2 separate regions of the Mus musculus genome follow, and region 1 is linked to region 2. A link is a contact called in public promoter capture Hi-C data. All regions are on one chromosome and are shown on one strand. The core of a region is the stretch at or near the end of the contact, and the rest is flanking DNA. Distances in the headings are between cores, read along the strand shown.

Region 1 (2,700 bases), core at 164-2,663, 710 kb after region 2:
AAGATCTATGCCTTCATTCCACTGGTGTGTGCCCCAAGCCCCATTTGTTGTTCTTCAGAAATCCCTAGGTTAAAGCTGACCTTCCCCTGTATAGGTAGGAAAAATGTAATGCAAGACACCCTGAGCCTGTATCCTCGCCCTTGACTGGACTGAGTCTCCTGCAGCAGTTCTTTAGGGATAAAACATAGAAGTGCCAGGCATGCCACATTCCCTTTTCTGGTGCCCGGTACAGAAACACTCCTGACACCTGCACACCCCTCTCTCTGTGTGTGTGTGTGCGCGCACACACACACACACACACACACACACACACACACACACCAGTCTAAGAAGCAGTAGAGTCAAATCTCATGAACAAAGCTTGCAAGGCACCCTCTGGTGATGCTCTGACAGAACCTTGCTGTCCTCTCCTGCCCTCTTCCTAATTTCAACCTATGACCCCATGGACTTGCTGGAAATAATGAGCCTACCCCTGTCAGTACCCAGGTGAACCTGATGGTTTTCCTAGGAAGGGCCCTGACCTCGGTAAATTGTGTGTCTGTCATAAAGAATCCGAGGCTACATTTCCTCTTGCTTCCCCCAATCCATGCCAGCTTGCTTAAATACATTCTCCAGAAATCTTTTGCTCAGCTGCTCAGCAAGGACATAGGTACAGTGTGCTTCCTTTGTGAGCCTCTGAGGAGTGGTTTCTCATTGCTGTGAGCCAGGTTGGCAGCATCCTCTCTTGTCTCTTTTCATTCTGAGTCAAAAACCCTGATGATGTCCCAGAAGCCAGAGATCTCAAACTGGACCAGTGCCTCAGTGCAATGAACATTTACAAGTGAAGATGTGTGGACAGAGAGACATACTCTGGGATACACTGTGACAGCATTACAGCTTCTACCATGAGATATTTTCTATGCTTTTTGTTTTTGTTTTGCCTGCTTGTTCATGTGTTAAAGGCAAATGGCAGATATGACGGGGATGGTTGATGAGTGGGACTGGGGAGCACAATATGAAACCCACAAAGAATCAACTAAAAGTAAACAAACTAAAAAATAAATAAACATCAACACCCTATCCCCACACTGCTGATGCTCCACTCCAGCTTGGACTGAGTGGAGTCTATTTAAGCCTTAAAGAAAGAACTTTCATCTTGGCTATGTTCCTGCTTGCCTTTTGGGGTGGCCCCTTCAGTCTTGCTTTCCTGAGTCTCAGCTCACTGTGGTGCCAAGATTAAGGCAAGCCCTGGCATGTAGGCTCAAATGTGCATATATGTGACAAGGTCTAGGTGAGCCAGTTTTTTGATGCAAAGAACAACTTCTCCCTGGGCAGCCTGATTTCAACATCCATAACTCCCTGGCCCGCCCTCAGCAGTGATTAACAAACAGAACAAATGTAACCCTCCCTCTTTGGTGGTGGTTAGGAAACCCAGAATTCAGATGCTGGCTGATGGTGGCTGACTGGAAACCGACTTCCAGATTTCTTACTCTTGCTCAAGGGCCCTCATCACGTGCTACCTAGAGGCACAGGTCTCTAACCTTACTATCTGACAGGCAAGTAACAGATTATGTGTGGTGAGAGAGTAATACAGAATTTGAAAGATAAGGGCTTTTGTCTTCCTGTGCAGAGCTTCCCAAATGCCTGTTGATTTCATGAGGGGTGGGAGGGAAACCTGTGCTGTTTGTTTGTGATAAGCTGTTGTACTGTTTTCTTAAAGCTTATGCTTAAGGGGCAACTTTTGGAAAGTTTGTAAGGATGGGGTCTGGAACCAGCTTTGAGATTAGAGGGAAGGGCAGAGAAAGGGATTGAAGTTAGGGTTGATTACTGATCAACGGTAATTTAATCAATCAGCCCATCCCCTGTATTTCATGATGCGGCCCCTATGAAAGCACAGAGGGATTGGGTTGGGGAGCTGCCAGGTTGCTGAAGGTGTGGAGGATAGGTTGCACCAAGAACACAGAGCGGCCATGTCTCTCCCCCAAGCTCTTGGCATTTCTCCACTGCTGTCTTGTTGCACTATGGGTGCTGCTGCTATAATGAACCTCTGACTGAGTGATTTAGTTCTCTGAGTGGTTTGAGCAGAGCTGCTCTGAGGCTGAGTAAAAGAGCCTCTGGTCTGTAGCCAACTCTGCTAAGTGGTTGACTTGACTCATACATGCCTGGTAACACAAGAGCTGTGTGAGTGAAAGTGTGCAGAAGGAAAGGGTCGTTGGTTTTTCCCTTATACACATGTGGAAGGGTCAGCAACCAGCTCCTCCCTCAAAAGGGAGCTGGTTCTGTGCTTGTCTTTCCTGGAGTGACCTTTTACTATTTCATTGAAAATGAGGCACAAGGATAAAATGGACAGGCAGTCCCAATGCAAGTTCACTCACATACAATCTGGTACTCGGAACCTCCTGTATGCTGGACACTGATCTGCATGCTGCAGACTCAATAGAGAGGAACACTGGGTGTGGTAGGGTGGGACATTAGAACACTGATTGGCCACACCTGCACATGCTACTGGTAGTTGGGAGAGAGGCATAAATATACAGAAGGTGAGGATAGCAAGGAAGGGAAGGAGGCCCAGGGCCACATTCTGGGCTGCTGGACCATGGGCTCACTAGGGAAGGTGTCACGGATGGGACACTAGCAGCACTTTAAAGGAAGCAGGTGATCAGAGCTGACATCGTATTTATTATGCATATCATCTAGGGGGAGCTTCTTAGGGATTCTATG
Region 2 (2,700 bases), core at 157-2,656:
TGATTTTATATCTGCTTACCTGGCCTTAAGTTTTTTTATTGCTGCTGCTGGATGTTTATAGGATTTCCCCCCCTTCCTCTTCAAATGTAAGTGTCTAATGGGTAGACATATTTTCAAATAATTTTTACATCATCACAAGCACACAAATGCGTAACTACCTCTTTTCCTCCTCCCTTTCTTCCACCCCCTCTCTTTTTGAGATTGGTATTATTACAGTCCAAGCTGGTCTCAAACTCGGCTTTTATAACCAGATGTCTTTGAACTGATGTTGCTACTTGTTATCTCCCAAGTCCTAGGGTTATGGGTTTGTGCTGTATACTTAACTAGGAGTGCATGTGGAAGGTATTTATCTAGACTTAGATTTTTCTGTGATTTTCATGAACTAGTCATAGCAGGAAGTAGAATAGACAACTGGAAAATATATGTGTGTATCAATGTGGGGGCTGTAAAATATGTATAAATTTATAAATTGTTTGATGGGAAAAGTACTTATTTTAAAAATGGTAGTTTGATAGCTTCATTAATCATCAAAATGACAATGTTGCTCTGTTCATTAGGTGGTAGCTCTTAAACTTAGTTTTCTGTTGCTGTGCTTCTAGAGGAGTGCTGTAATTCCTGTTCCTACAGTTAAGATAGAGGCTGCACTTAGAAACGCTAAATGAATACAGTGTTTGTTCATGCCTTATGCAAACATTTTAAAGGCTGTGTTGAAAGTCTCATAAGCACCTTTCCTGGCCTCTATAATTAGGGCAAACAATGTATTAACCCTATTATGTAAGCTTAGAGAGTAGTTCATATTTTATTTTCTTATATATAGAATCTATGTTATTAATAATCTCCTGCTTAAAAAGAAATTTTAAATTAGGATATGCAGCTTTTTGAAGATTAAGAAAATTAAAATCATAATAGTTCATTTTTTGGCATTTATTTCCATATGCTTATTTTCAGGTGTTCCTAATTCCATCCAAACAACAACAACAAAACCCCACACATTCTTTTATAAAACCACTGAATTTTTATCTAGGATCTTTTCCTACCCATTTACACAGTATAACATTAGTATGGATTTACTAAAACAACTAAGAGCTAACCTTTTACTAATGCTTTCAGCATGGCTCTTTGCCAATTCTAAAATTTAAGGAAAAGAACAAACCTTAGTTCTGACTATCTAGGTAATGTCTGTTTAAAGCTCTACTGTAAGCAATCTAGTTCTGCCCCTATCTGCTGTCAGCTTCCTTACTTGTTCCCCTGAAGGAAAGAATAATGGTGAAGGTTATTTAAGTACTCACCGGTTCCTTTGTGGGGCCAGCCTACCAAAGAAGGTCTTAAGGAAGCTAGCAGCCTCTTGTCTTTTTGACCCGGTGGTTTTAACCTGTAGTGTCGTTTGTAGGTTCTCCTCTTGGACTGGCTTTGCAGCTTACATTCCTGTGTTTATAATGTCCGTGAGGGCTGGTTTCAGCTGAAGCTGATGTGATTGGTCACTTAGTCTGCAGGGGGGCCAATTAGCTCTGATCATGTGGAAAAGAATGCTGGTTTGTTAGGAGGTCTTTCTTTACCCAACACAAACCTTAACAACTCTGGAGAAAGCCTCTAGAACTGACGTGGAGAAGGGGTGCATTTTTTCCCTCTAATCAGGACCGGTTTTTAGTAAGTTTGCATAATCTTATTTAAGAGTTTATTTGAAAGTTCAAAGGGATAAAATTCCCTGCAAGATTTCCTTTCAGCCCTCTCTCCTTATATTGCGTGTTAAAGTGTGAGATATCTCTTTCACTAATCTTTTTTCCACCATTTCTTGAGGGGGGATTTAGTTGGATAAGGATGTTTAGGCATAATTGATGAGTTGATTTTTTTCTGGTTTTCTTATCAGATCCCACCTCATCAGTATGGCTATGATAGTAGGTATAGGTCATTTATTTACCTGAAACAATACCTCTGCCCTTCTTTATTGCAGAGGAAGAACTTTGGTCTTTGTTTGGTTTTAAAGCTGTGTAGTAGGCTTGACTAGGAATATGATTGCTTGATGCCTTGTACGTCTCTTTAAGGTGAAAGAAGGAAAGAATTTTCTTAAGGCTTGCTTTAGTGATCTGTAGGGGTCTTGTATGTGTGATGAAGTGGAATAAAACAATATTCAGAGTACATGATCTGTAACTCAGTACTGAAATTGTATTTACCTGGAAGATGTCAGCAGTCCAGCTTGTAGCAGCTTCCACTTGAGCTGAAAAGTATGGCCTTGTGTGATACCTAGTGAACAGTATTTTCTTCTCCTCTGTTAGCTGCCAATTTAAAAACTTTGATCAAATGTTACACATAAGAGGATCTGAAAAACAAAGACACTGTTTGTTTGAAGTAAGAGCTTGGAAAGGCCTGCTGGGAAAGTTATGAATGTAGACCAATCTAATGCTACTTAGGAAGGGAAATCCGACTTTGTGGATTCCTCTCCTTTCCTTCACAAGTTAAAAAATACATTAATTCCTTCTTTGTTTTATTAATGCCAGACATTTCAATACAAGTTTAGACAGAGCGCTAGTAACTTTGCCCGTCAGAACCAGGGAGGGTAATCAAGGTGAATTCACATTTAAGACTTATTCCCTGCCATGTGCAAGTAGGAATTTTTATCATTTTCTAGCTAGCTGATTGAGGAAAACATCTAACTGAAAATAGCTAAGACACTAGAGCAAGTAGTGGGATATTCTTCCCAAA

What was found. Promoter capture Hi-C pulls out the DNA fragments that hold promoters and counts their contacts.
Region 1: a promoter capture Hi-C map of the C10 cell line shows a contact between it and region 2, with 4 times the contacts expected there. The contact joins the promoter of Ugt1a6b here to the promoter of Kcnj13 in region 2. A contact is called at or near these places in 2 of 39 promoter capture datasets (the C10 cell line and cranial neural crest).

What each region holds. Positions count from the first base shown.
Region 1 is chr1:88,101,844-88,104,543 of GRCm38.p6, forward strand. Ugt1a6b (UDP glucuronosyltransferase 1 family, polypeptide A6B) reads left to right here and starts at 1,414. Exons shown (of 6, transcript NM_201410.3): 1 at 1,414-1,535. All of the region lies in intron 1 of Ugt1a10 (UDP glycosyltransferase 1 family, polypeptide A10), which reads left to right. The region is part of intron 1 of Ugt1a9 (UDP glucuronosyltransferase 1 family, polypeptide A9); the gene reads left to right. All of the region lies in intron 1 of Ugt1a8 (UDP glucuronosyltransferase 1 family, polypeptide A8), which reads left to right. It also overlaps Ugt1a7c.
Region 2 is chr1:87,393,323-87,396,022 of GRCm38.p6, forward strand. Kcnj13 (potassium inwardly-rectifying channel, subfamily J, member 13) reads right to left here and starts at 1,407. Exons shown (of 3, transcript NM_001110227.2): 1 at 1,290-1,407. The region is part of intron 8 of Gigyf2 (GRB10 interacting GYF protein 2); the gene reads left to right.